Linked DNA regions of Rattus norvegicus: all the other regions are linked to region 3. A link is a contact called in public Hi-C data. All regions are on one chromosome and are shown on one strand. Each heading gives the region's core, a stretch centred on a gene start, on an enhancer-like site or on the middle of the called end of the contact. The rest is flanking DNA. Distances are from core to core; before and after follow the strand shown.

Region 1 (4,236 bases), core at 329-2,828, 660 kb before region 3:
ACAGCAACTTTTAGGCTCTTTTTATGTGCCTACCAGGTAATCAATTCCAGTGTTATCCAGGGGAAGTGTTGAGGGATGATATGTTCTACTCTCTTCATGAAAGAGCAACCTTTGCAGTTGTTTCTTCTGTAGAGCTTGAGAGAATCTTGTCTCTTGCTGTCCATTACTTGGATGTCTCCTTATTTGTTTTCCTTAGCAGAAGTAGATGACCTGTGGGAGAGCAAGGATGCTAAGTCCACAGAGTCACGGGGGGTGGGGGGTTTGTTTTCATCCATCCCTTTGTGGTGAGATGCAAGGCTGACTTCAGGACTACACAGTATTTCCCACTGCTAGATGAAAAACCCTCCCGAGCAGAAGATGGAGAAACTGACTCAGCGGGCAACATGGAATTATTGCTTAATAATGTTTGAGTCAAGACTGGACTCTGTCCGGTCAGCAACTCCGAACATTCCAGCTCTTTCACTGTCTTTCACAAAAGCCTAACCGTAATCCACCTTAGGCCTTGGAAGAAGTTGCTTCCTCAACTTTTGGAGGAAATAAACATGTTTTACATTAAAAAGAACATGAGTGATGCTATATCACCAAATATTTTCCATATTTTAAATCCGTTTCTATTGATTTTTGAATGGTCTATCAAAGAATTATTTAAATATTAGCCTTCTCTCCTAGTTAAGCAAATACATCCCATTTTTTAAAACTCTATTTTATTGAAGTGGAATGTCCTACAACAAAATGGAGGACCCATCTGAAAGGTGAAGTCTGTAGTTTTTATAACCAGCACCAATCAGTGTGAAGGACGTCGTCGCCATCCCAAAATGCGCTTAGACCTTTGCAGTGGACAGCTGCATGCTCTCCCCAGCTGCTCACCCTACGGATTCGCTATATTTTCCTTCATAGACTCTCATGTAAATAGCATGTCACTTGCACTCTTGGTGTCTGAATGGTTTTATGAACTATGCCAATTTTACCATTTTCCAGGCCATCGTATACGCAGGAAGCTTGGCTTCTTGTCTTACTCTCTTTTCTCTTTTGTCCTGTAATCTATATTTACTACAATTTGTTTAGGCATCCACCTGTTGAAGACCAGGAACGTTGGTTGAGGCTACCCTGACCAAGGCCACTGTAAGCATTTATATGCAAATCCTGGGTTGGGCACATGTTCGAGGAGATGAGCATGCCATCATTACCACTTCCCGCCGTGGCTATAAAAGCCTTGTTTCTGTTTCTAAGATGCATTATGCGCTCAGTCTCTGGAATATGACCCCACGTCATCTGTTTGGCCACTGTGTTACTGGTTACCCAGGACACTGAGGTGTTGAAATATTTCAGGTGGCTGTTTTTAGCACTTTCTACACTTCCCTTTTCTCTGCCTGTGAGCTGACTAGAAATGAGCAAGCGTGGATAGAAATGCAAAGCATATACAGAATTTCTTTGAAGATCTGATCTAATGTCTTCCACGGGAAGATTCCTTCCCTCCTTTGGTCTGTATTCAGATATAGTCCCTTTACAAGCTCTTACTTACTGACCTCCTGGTGTTTTCTTAGCCATTAGTCTTAGTGCTGAAGCTACTGGGAGAGGAGCCAAGAAGCAGCTGCTGCCGAGTGGAGCCACACATTTCAAACCTCCGAAGCTTTTACCTTGACCTCTGAACTTGGGATCTCAGTCTATTGTCCACATGAGAGATGAGGCCTTCTCTAGATTATGGTGAAATTTCAACTTTTTTTCTGAAACTGGGGCTTTCCCTTCACTGGTGTGTGTGTGTGTGTGTGTGTGTGTGTGTGTGTGTGTGTGTATTATGTGCTTTCAAAATCAATTAAATTCTTTCACTTAAGCTCCACCATAGTGACAATTCTGAAATGCCTTTATAGTTAGTTAGTTAAACCCAAATAACAGTGTGCTGTTGGAAGCTATTCAAATCAGACTTTCAATAATGCAAGCGCCAAGAACCAAAGACAAGTAGATTAGTAGCATCCAGACCTTCAGCTCCACTTGGTGAGAAAGATTCTGAGAGTGAAAGAAAGACTGGTAGTAATGCGTGAGCCCATCAGCCCACTGTTAGAACAACACGTGAAGGCCACAGAAGATACCCCACCAAACTGTGTCTTAAAAGGGTGACTAAGAGCCTAATTGATGTGAGAGTCAAATGAATATCATGGAACCACTTTAGGAGGAGGGAATTCCTTTCCATGTATGTTTCATTTTAATGGAATTCATCGAAGCTCTTCAAAATTTCCTATAAAATGACCACTAAAAAGCATGAAGTCTTAAAGGATTGAATCATCTTTTAAAAAGGAAGGGTGACACTCTTTCTTTTCCTCAACCACATGAGAGAAAGAATGTTCTGCTGTAAATTCCGATGTAATCTTAACTGTGGGGACTTTGATCTGAGGGAGGAGAGTGTCTTCCTAAAGAGTTCAAGCTGGAGTAAAGCTTCCAGAGCATGCGAGGTACTGAGAACTCAAGGTTCTCACAGGATGCAGTGGGATGAAGGTTCTTAGGACGAAGGTGCTGGACTGATGTGTTCAAGAAGTTGGTCCCAGGGGCAAAGTGTATTCAGCCAGCCCATAGTCCTGTTCTCATTATGCAAGAATGTTGGCTTTGTTTTCTATTTTACTCTCCAGGCTTTATTTCACTACTTAAGAGTTGCTTCCTGAGCACCAGTGGAAGGGGAAGCCCTGGGTCCTACTAAGACTGAACCCCCAGTGAACTAGATTGTTGGGGGGAGGGCGGCAATGGGGGGAGGATGGGGAGGGGAACATCCATAAAGAAGGGGAGGGGGAGGGATTAGGGGGATGTTTGCCCGGAAACCGGGAAAGGGAATAACACTCGAAATGTATATAAGAAATACTCAAGTTAATAAAAAAAAAGAGTTGCTTCCTGTTTTACATAAGCAACAGGACAGAGAGAGCGAGAGCGAGAGCGAGAGCGAGAGCGAGAGCGAGAGCGAGAGCGAGAGCGAGAGCGAGAGCGAGAGCGAGAGCGAGAGCGAGAGCGAGAGCGAGAGCGAGAGCGAGAGCGAGAGCGAGAGCGAGAGCGAGAGCGAGAGCGAGAGCGAGAGCGAGAGCGAGAGCGCTCAGCCTGATATTGGAAAAGATTGATTTTTCTCATTGTTACAGCTGGATCCCTTTTCATAATATCTAAATAGGGAGGTAGAAGGTGAAAAGCAAGAACCAATCTTTCAGTCATGATGGTAGCCAAGTCTAGTGACTGCTTCAACACACAGAATGCAGTTGTGACAAATGCTTTGATACCCTTGTCCAGTTTTATCATCTGTGCCATTTCTTGGTCAGTTTTTATGGGTAGATTGTGCTCCTCATTCTGTTGTTATTTTATGATTGCTTTGCATGGTCTGGAATTTTTATTGTATGTTAGACATTACATGGTTTTCTATTATTCTTTAATTTCTGTGAATCTTAGCCTCTGTTCTGGAACATGAGCTTGTTATTGGAAAACAATTGTTCCTTTCAAGGCTTGGTTTTCGAATTTGTTAGGCAATACTAAAGTAACCTTTAATCTAATTTTACCTGACTGCTTTACCTAATAGTCCAGAGTGGAGAGATGGCTCAGTAGATAAGAGCACATGTTTTGAGAACATGGTATCCAGGTTACTATCCCAGACCCATATACAAAACTGTGCATGGCTTCTTGGATCTGTAACCACGGTACTGTTGGGACATAGACAGGAGGATTGTTGAGACTTGCTGGCCACCAACCGAACTTAAGTACCAGTGAAAGACCCTGTCTCGAGGGACAAAGGCAGAGAATGAAAGAACAGAATACCAGTCTTCATCTAACCTCTGCGTGTGTATACATACCTGCACCCATATATACACATGCATACCCCTGCGTCACCTCCTCTCTCTCTCTCTCTCTCTCTCTCTCTCTCTCTCTCTCTCTCTCTCTTACACACACACACACACACACACACACACCTTTTATTCCTACCCTGAGAAGTGAGAATACTAATTTGTGTATAATTGAGTATTTCCCAACTGGGGGTAGCTCCTTGCATTTTTACACTGATTAATACTTAGTTGTTTCTTTTATCCAAGGGGGAACGTCTTTCCAGATACCTGGAAGTCTCTCTGTGTGCAGGATTTTCTATTCCAGAATCTTGGAATATAGTTTATATTGCCTTTTTCTCTCCTCATCTCCGTCTCTATCAGTCAGCTCGGCATGGCTATTTGGGACTCCATTCCTCCACTTCAGCCTGGAAACACCACACAAAAAGTCAGG
Region 2 (4,457 bases), core at 1,908-4,407, 860 kb before region 3:
GCCATGCTGAGATGAAGGGAGGTCTCTGGGAATAGTAAACGATTTCTCACAAACCATAACATTTCACAAAGGCCACTGTAGTTTTGCTTTTTGATTAGCTTTGCTTCTGCAAATTAATCCAACACTTTTATGGGGATGCCTAGCCAATAACTGCCTGTTCACTTTTGGACTAATGCTACCTGGTGTTGATCCACAGGGCAAAACAAAACAAAACAAAACAACAACAAAAAAAACAATAAATTAAGCAACCTTCTGTATTCTAAAACCCTTGACCCTTGGCTTTCCCTGGGTTGCCTATGGCCCTACTTGGCTTGCCATAGTTCTTGTAATCACTCTCTCACTCCCATATAAACTCTTTCCTTCAGATTCACCTTCAGATTCAACACAATTAGAGCAAACATTATTTTGGGATAAAAGTGTGTTTTTCCCAATATAAGGTCACAAAGTGAACCTATAAAATACTACCTAATTTAATAAATACTAAAATGTAGAACAACTAGTGAGATTCTTAAACCAGAGACTTGAGAATTTATCTTTGGACCTAAATGTTTCCTTTTCAATCCTTTCCTTTCCTGCTGTAGACTGTGCTATTATTCCTTAGTTTGGTAGCAATGATCACTTTCCTCAATTTTGGCATACCTTTGTAGTGTATTTTCTGATCTTACATTTATTTCCCTGACTGAGTTAAATTGTTGACTATGTAAATATGAGAGCATGGATAGATTGGGGAATACTTAGGTTAGAATATTGAATGTAGAGTTGTCAGATGCTTTCCCAATCAGCTGATGGAGCTAAGGTTCCACTGTAACAGACCCAGTCATTCACTTCTGTACCGCCCATGCCTGCTCTTACACCATGACATCAGCAGTAGCCTATTGCTCAGCTAATTTGCCAGCTGGCCGTTTACAATAAAAACTGCTGATATCACCGGCCTGGATTATCAGGAGTTACCATAGAGCCATGGGTGTCCGTGTTTCAGAGCTTAGACACACTGAAATATGTCTTTCACATGGAAGAAGGGATCTTCAGTTACAGCCATTTGTGGATAACTGATGCCATCTAAGCACACTAACTCAGTTGCAGTGTCTTCTGACTTTACAGAAAAGCAGACCTGGGCCTTCACTGAGAATCATCTAACTTGGGAAATTTTATTAAAAGTTTTTGAGTTTCAGGAAAAGGGGGCGAAAGTTTGAAATAGGTATATCCAGATGAGTGTCAAGTTCAGTTTGTCTAGATGCTGAATATGGACATTTTTAAAAACTCAGGATGTTAAATAAATTGTTAAAGACATATGTGTATGCATATTTCACTAGTAATACCTGCCCAGAATTTGCAACACATATAAGACAACACAAAACCCTTCTGTTTTCACATCTAAATGGTAAACCTTAAATTCAGTATAAACAGCATTCTAATAAAGAGTTGTTATTTTTTGATAAATTCATATTCATTTAAAACACAGTACTATCCTGTTTCACCTAACCTCCCTCCTTTTACACTATCATAGGCCTCTTCATATCACACCCCTTCAGGGCAGGTTGATAAAAATTCATCTTAAAACTCGGCTCATACTGGTATTCTCCTCTTAGGACTTGTCTCTACAGTCACACCTTCAAACACTTCGAAACAGAAATGCCAGCTCAACTAATCGTTGCCATATTAATTTTTTACTACAGCTCTGGTTACATTACAACTTGAATGAAGAAAAATTACTGAGTACAGCATTCCAGATTCTTGAATATTCCTTTATCTCACAGTCCAACTTCACCTCCTATATTATGTCCTTTGCACTTCTTACACTCAGGTGGGCAGAAATGACACCCTAATATTTAAACAACTCGGGGGAAAGTTTTTTTTTTTGTTTGTTTGTTTTTAATATAACACCTGATCTTCTAATTTAAACCTTGGATGATCCACAGTCATCTCTAAAAACTCAAGGTAAAGGTTTTCCCATTAGGGGATCTCAAACTCCAATTTTCTCTTATGCATGGATCTCTCATGATAACTTTTTTCAAGTTTTCAAGAAACTATTATGTGCTACTTAAAAAGTGTTTGTCTGAAAGTATGGATGTGTACCTGGGGTTTGATGTGGCCCAGAAGTGGGCACTGGTCCCCCAGAACTGGAGTTACAGAAAGTCGTGACCAGTCTTGCCGGTGTTAGGAGCTTGGGTCCTTGGGTATTGGCCTGTAGTCCTAACAGCTTCGCCCTCTTTCCTGGCCCCATCATGTGTTACTTCTAATAGAAGCCTTCATATTTCTTATGTCCTTAACCTATGAACTATCTTAGGTAGGATGTGCATAGTACTCGGGCACTTAGAGTCAAGTCTGTAAGTGTGAATAAGAACTTTTGCTGTGCTTTTATAGAAATTGTAAAGTCACTTACTATACTAATAACTTCAAAACTTCAGCTTAACCAAAGGCTTTTTTTTTGTTTTGTTTTTTTGTAAAGTGCTTAAAACGTTCTAAATATTTGCTGATATCGCTTTTAAAATTGTTGAAAGGATGCTTGCATTGAATTGGATTATATGCATATAAAATATGAAAATATTAAACTGGGGAAACAAACGTACCAGAATTTAATAGAATGTGCTGAACTGATTTCAAAGCATATAAACCTAATTTCACACCCTCTGCTCCCCGACACTGCTGATACATTAAGGCGACCATTATGCCAACGTCATCATAAACTCGTCCCTCCATTTCCTAACAAGTTTATTCTAAGAGTGACTTACATGGGCCATTTCTAGTGAAGAAGGCGGACGCAGACTTTTCCCCTCTGCAAAGTATCCCTGGGAGAGAGCAAAAACAAAACGGGCTAGTGACAGACCAAGCTCTACCGACGGAGGTTCGGGCCAGGCAGTATTAGCTTGTCCCTCCCCAAAGCCAGACCTCGGGCCCCGCGTCACCGAGAACCCGTGGGAACACTCGGGCCGGGCGGAACCCAGCAGGTCTGCGCTCCGAGCGCAGGCTCGGGCGGAGCCGTGTGGGGCGCGAGCAGAAGAACCCTGGGCAGAGGTGGGTGGACCGGGGCAATACCGACAGCAGGGGCACGGTCACCCGTGAAAGTGCAGAAGAGACCGCGGGTGGGAACCATCCGTACCAGTCACCACACGGCCAGCTGATCCAGTCCCTCAACACGTCCACTGTCAAAATGGCGGTCCAGGCAGGCGCTGTTGACGCCCAGACCTGAGTAGTTGCCTCCGAGCGCATCGATGCTGTCGGTCGATCTTCGAGTAGAGGCTGATCACAGGGCTTCAGAAGGTGAGCTAGTCTTTCATTGGGTAAACTGATGGGTGGATCACGGCGGGGTGGGACCAAATTGGGAATATTTACAGGACTCAGCACCAGTCTTAGCTGAGTCTTTGCTTCATTGACTTTTTGGTACCTTTGACAGATTTTTGTTGTTGTTGTTGTTTTTAAATTTTAAAAACTATTTTCTGTTTATGATTTTTTTTTTGCATGCATGTGTATATGTACAGAAGAAAGTGTTGGTTCTGCTGGGACTGGAGTCGCGGATGGTTGTGAACTGCCATGTGGGCGCTGGGAGTTGAAGTTGGATTCTCTGAGCTTGTGTTCTTAACTATTAAACTAACTCTTCAACTCCCTTCGACAGATTCTCTATCCTCCCCTAGACTTTCCAACAGCTTTCAGAAGATTCTGTCTTCTGTTGTTTGCATGACAACTGTTTGTCACTATTGTTTGTGAGGACTTTTTTTTTTTGTCCCAGTTCTGCGACAGCATCAGACTCTTAATAGGCTTGATAAACATACATACATTACATAATGTATCTATCAATAATAACATATAGCTTATCCAATTTAAAAAAAGAACCTCATAGTTAATGCTGAAGTTTCTTTAATTTTGGTAACTGTATTAATGACTTTTCTGCTGTGATGATCAAATACAACGGGCAAAGTAACTTATAGAAAGGATTGTTTATTTAGGCTTACCAGTCTAAGACTCCAAAATTGGGAGATGAGGATGGTTGGCAACAAGTAGTAAATGTAGAGACTAAAGCGGAAGCTGAGGGTTCGTATCTTGAAACTAAGGAGAAAGCAAAGAGCTCACTGGGGATGGTGGGTGGCTTTTTTTTTTTTTTTTTTTTTTGGTTCTTTTTTTTTTTTTTTCCGGAGCTGGGGACCGAACCCAGGGCCTTGCGCTTCCTAGGTAAGCGCTCTACCACTGAGCTAAATCCCCAGCCCGGTGGGTGGCTTTTAAAACTCCAAAGCGTCCTCACTAAAATACTTCCTCTTGCAACGCCATACGTTCTACCCCCCAACCGATATAAGCTTGCGACCAAGTGTCCCAAAACCTGAGCCTATGGAGGCCAATACAATAACTTCAGCAGTTGGAGAAAGTATTCATCAGGTATTTTGCTGAACTGGAACTTGCTGTTCCTTTCGTGCATTGACTCAAGTAAGAGTGTTTAGGCTTAATGGTATAAAATGTACTCAACC
Region 3 (4,857 bases), core at 2,078-4,577:
AACCTTAATTTGATGAAAAGCAATATTTATGAAGTTGCCAATCTTAAGGCAAAGGTAATTCAGTGCTAATTAATACCAGGAACCCCATCTCCTTAGCAACTATGCATCTCATTATAATTTGCTCAGTCCTTAGGTTTTATTGGGTAACTTCTGTATGCAAGACATTGCTGTATGTGCAGAGACTGAACTATACAGTTGCTAAGTAAGGCTCGAAAATACCTGAAATGACATTTCCATTGGCTTCTCATTATGAAGCACTCATATGCAACCGTTTTATTTACTAGCCCATAGAGAGCTTATGCCTTTTCTCTCTTGAAAGGAAGGAGGTGGCAAGTTTGGCCTTTGGGCACCTAATCTAAAATCTCTGTTGGTGGTCTTGTGGCTCTTGGAGCTCAGACACAGTTGTATAACCCGGCATTCCTAGGAGCCCACCCATCCCCCTTCCTTATCCAAATAGTCTCATTCCTAAATCCACCAGGAAGCCCGGCTCAGCCCAGAATCTGGCTCGGTTTGCAGACTGTGAGAACCTCAGCACGGGACGCCAGATCCTCTGAGACCAGGAGCTGGGAACCAACATCCTGGGAAACAAACAAACAAAAAAATTCTGCCTGTCCAGTACACTAAAGCCAAGAACCATAGCTGGGAGAGACCTTGCACATTATCCAGCTCAACGGTCTGTCCTCTCTTTACAGATGATGAAAATGAGACCCAGGGAGGTAGAGGATTTGCACACAGAAAATCCCCGGTAACCAGGAGCTAAGATTGAAACACAGCTTTGTATCAAAGAGTGTATCAGACCCACTGCCCCACTCCACCCCTAAATAATTCTTCTCGAGTATAAATCTAAACTGGGCTGGGTGGGAGAGAGGTGGGTGCTGGTGCTAATTGTTGGTATCACACCAGCTGTCCGGCATGACAATTACTATAATATGTCTGAGAACCGGAGCCTAATAAAATACTAGACTATGTAATAATTCTGATGATAGAAACTAGTAATAAGCCACTAGAATTCCATCAACACTTTCTCTATAGTATCAAGATTGCGTATGTAATCTCAACGACAAAAAACACAAAACGCCCTTGGCGCAGCTCAAGGAAAAGCTTGACTCTCCTCTCCAGAGGGAAACTGGATCCATCCTTCTCACTGCAGCAGTCTGAGCATCTGGCACCGACCGTGAGAGGCGCCAGTGCAAGAGTTCCCTCTAGTCTTTCTTCTAGCCTTTGTGCTGGAGGCTGCCTCTGGAGACCTTGTGAGTCTGGCCCCTTCCTCCCACCGTCTAATCCCCCAAGTCCCTCAGAGGTTCCAGCGCAGGGTGTGGGAAGCTCGCTGAAGCTCCACGAGGCCACTCCCAGTTGAGCACTGCTCCACCTCGGGCCACCCCGCCTGACAGCAACCCTGCGTGTTGGCGCTTGTGCGCTCCCTCCTCGCCAGTTTCGCCTGAATCTGTCTGGCAGCCCAGCTCCCCACCAGCACCGGCCTTTCCCCTCCCAAATTGGTAGCTTCTACTCCGCTCGAGAAGGTATGGTCTCCACTAACAGTAGGCGTTCTCCTGAGGAGCCTCTGGCCAGGCTTGCTAGAGCTTGGATACCAAGGGGTGCTCAGTCCTCAGTCCACACTGTCCCTGCTCCGAACTCAGCCGGGGATGACAGCCTTCCCGCCCGCGGAGATCTGCCCTCCCCACCACCCTGTGCCACGTTGGTGGGTGGGCGCATGGGAAGGCAACAACCCGGCCTTGAACCTTAGACCTCTGGACAGAACCCACCAAGGCGTCAATAATTCAAGTAGACAGGAAGGTCAAAGGCGAGGGGGTGCTGCCTGCGGCCCTGCAGGCGGGCGAGACAGAGGCAAAGGCAAAGGGGTAGGGAGTGGTATGTATGTTCGAAGAGCTGGCACAGAGTGATCCCCCGGCGCCCGCAGAAGCCGCTCTGCGCCGGTGACACTGAGGCTGCGGGGGCGGAGGCCCCGCGGTGGCCGCTGCCGGCACCACCAGCGCATTCCTGAGAGTAGGCGTCACGGGCGCTGGCTCCGGCCATTCACCCATCTCCCCCAGCCCGGAACCCGCATGCAACCCGAGGGTTTCGAGGATCTTCTCCCAGCTCAGCCTGCTCCCCTGCCCCGAGACCAGATGGCTGATAACACCCACGAGGGGCTTCCTGGGCGAGCCGGAGGGTTCCACGGTGCTCTGCATGCTCCAGCACTGAGCCACCCTGGCGGCTCGCTCCGGCACTGCCCCAAGGAAGGACAAAACAAGGCCATGCGGCCACCAGAGGCTCCTCCAGCAGGGTCACCCCGGACATATAGCGTCCTCCTGTCCCTAAGACCACAATCACCCCCATTGCCGCCCCTGCCCAGAAAGGATAACATTTTTCCGCGGCTTGGGGACTGGAAGTCCCTCAAGGAGCCACGATAGCAGACAGGGCATCGGATCCCGAGCCCAGGGGCGCACCGGTTCAGACTGCCACGCGGTGTGCTGAGTCTTACCTGAAGTGTCCCACAGGCTCAACTCTATTCTTTGTGTGTCGATTTCAAAACTGGCAGTGTAATTCTCAAACACCGTAGGGACGTAATTCTGGACGAACGAAAGGGACAGAAGAGGAAGGAAGGGTGGCAAAGAGATTATTAAAAATATGACCGGCATATCGAACACTTGAAAAACACCCAAGCCACCAATTAAAAAACCTCCACCAACAACCAACCGCACACTCCCTACACAGTAAACGCGCAGCCCCCTCCCGAGAGTCACCCAGGTCTCCCCACCCGGCCTCCCACACTGAAACCAGCAAGTTTCTGGGGCCAAGAGCCCAGGATGCTGGCGGGTTCCAGCCTAGAGGCTTCCAGGACACTTTCGCTTCCCAGCAGTGTGACGGTAGAGACAGGCTGGGCATGAGAAAGACTTTCAAGAAGAAAATCAGTGAAGCAAGAGAAACGACGCTGTCCCCAGACTGGGAACCCCATCAGCCACCCCCCTCAAAGAGGTACGGGTCACACTCACTTCGGGGAAGCAGTCCTTTGCGAAGACGTGGAGCAGCGCGGTTTTCCCACACTGGCTGTCGCCCACCACTACTATCTTGCATTTCACGTTCTGATTAGGATCCATGATAGATTTACTGGATAATTTCTGGCTGGCTCTTCTCTCCTTCATTGATGTTGCCTTATTTTCTCTTGGAACAGGAATTTTTCTCTTTAGAAGAAAAAAATATATATACTTCTCTCTATAAAAAGCGGATATAAAAATAAATCGCAAGGCCGGAGGGAACCCCTTAAGCGCAGCGGAGTTGGAGGAGGAGAGGCAGCGGCTCTTTACTCCTCTCCAACAAGTTTTCTGCCTGACTCCGTGAATCTCTTCCCAAGTCCAATTCCGATCGGTCTGCTTTGTTTCACGCTCTCTGCGCGGCTTTATACGCCCAGCCTTCCAATCCGCTCCGCTTTCTCAATGAGAGAAGGAAACTGATCCGCCTCCTCCCCTTTTATGGAGCCTGGGAGCCAGCGCGACCGCCTCGTTGGCGGAAAGTGTAAGCAGCGCGCCCTCTAGGGTGGCGTGCAGGATGGCTTCCAGACCTAGGTTCTGGCATAACCTGAAGGCGCCAGGCAGGATTTGCTGATGGATAGATTGTTCAGGACCGGGGTGACGGGGAGCGGGTATCTGTGCACATTGAATTTGCCCTGGAATTCCTTTCAAATTGCTTTCGAAGGGGCGCGTCTCCAGAAGCCTCGTCATTATTTGTGAACATTAAAAAAATATTTCCCAATCAAATTATAAAACAGAAGTAAATCTTGGATGGGAAAAGGCTAAACTAAGTTGTTGCACCAAACCCAAAACCTAATATTTTTAAAAAAATGTTGTGTCAGGTACATAGCTGGGTTATTTTAGACATCAGAACTGGTTTTCCTTGATCTTTGTAGAGGACTGGCTTTTGAAACTTGTCATTTTCAGCCACTTCAGAGGGGGCCGAAGGCTCTGGGGAATATGACAAGGTGAATGGGGGAGGGGGAGAGAAAAACCTTAGATGACAAAAACTATTGGAAACCCTGCCCCAACTGTCACTTTCACTGTGGGGACTCTGGAACCAGGGGTCTAAGCGTTCTTTGCTCCCTTGAGCTGTACCCTCCTTTGCCCAGGAATCAAGGCATTGGTCTTAAAAAGCACACATAACCATAGTTGAAAATTCAGGAACTCCCCTCCTCCACTCAGGTACTCCAGTCGTTCCGAGTCTCCCTTTCAGCAAGAGACAAACATAAAGACTGTTTGTTCTCTCGTTTTCTGAGAACAGTGTCTTTGTTGCCTGTCACCCCAATAGCCAGGAGGCTTCAGTTATTAAATTTATAGTGACGGTGTCTGGGAAGATAGTTCAGTCTGTGAAGGGCTTGGTCTGCAAGCACGACTTGATTTTCACCCCTAGCACCCATATAAGGAGGCATTCCTGACAGACTCAGAGGATCCCTAGGGCTTGCTAGGCAGCCAACCCAGTCAAACTGAGGAACTTAGGATTCAGTGAGAGACCATAACTCAAAATTAATGTAAAGAGAAATTGAGGGAGATACCTAGTGCCAACCTCTGTCTTCCACACATATACTAAACACACACACACACACACACACACACACACACACACACACACACACACCTTTAAGGAAAGTATAGGGACTGAATGTGTAGCGAATTACTAGGGGACCTAGAATGCTATCTTATTTCAGACCTGAGAACCTTGGAGTCTTCCCCTAAAGGACAACCCTGGCTTTATCTTTGTGGACAGGTGTGTTTCCTACAGGTTGACCATGGAAAGGGAAAGGCTGACCAAGGTCCTATGGCTGCATTTGCCAAAATTTGCTTGGAAGAGCTTTATTCGTCTCTTCAC

What was found. Hi-C and Micro-C count contacts between places; a contact is called where the count stands out from the background.
Region 1: a Hi-C map of liver shows a contact between it and region 3, with 1.6 times the contacts expected there. The contact joins the enhancer-like site here to the promoter of Rnd3 in region 3.
Region 2: a contact with region 3 is called in a Hi-C map of kidney, with 5 times the contacts expected there. The contact joins the promoter of Mmadhc here to the promoter of Rnd3 in region 3. A contact is called at or near these places in 9 of 12 Hi-C or Micro-C datasets (the A7r5 cell line, frontal cortex, kidney and 4 more) and 1 of 1 datasets of contacts at active chromatin or transcription factors (oligodendrocytes).

Annotation. Positions count from the first base shown.
Region 1 is chr3:55,339,808-55,344,043 of GRCr8, forward strand. No RefSeq gene overlaps it. Among named protein-coding and RNA genes, the nearest start is that of Mmadhc, 210 kb to the left of the region's middle. Within about 2 kb of position 1,579, at least 10 of the 93 cell types and tissues checked have an H3K27ac peak or open chromatin away from gene starts, as enhancers often do. A contact at or near this core is called in liver, where this site is marked.
Region 2 is chr3:55,132,572-55,137,028 of GRCr8, forward strand. Mmadhc (metabolism of cobalamin associated D) reads right to left here and starts at 3,158. Exons shown (of 8, transcript NM_001004280.1): 1 at 3,101-3,158; 2 at 2,733-2,789. The coding sequence starts at 2,741. LOC102555425 (a long non-coding RNA gene) reads left to right here and starts at 3,052. Exons shown (of 3, transcript XR_001837105.3): 1 at 3,052-3,261.
Region 3 is chr3:55,995,167-56,000,023 of GRCr8, forward strand. It overlaps Rnd3 (Rho family GTPase 3), which reads right to left and starts at 3,328. Exons shown (of 5, transcript NM_001007641.2): 1 at 2,994-3,328; 2 at 2,483-2,570. The coding sequence starts at 3,143.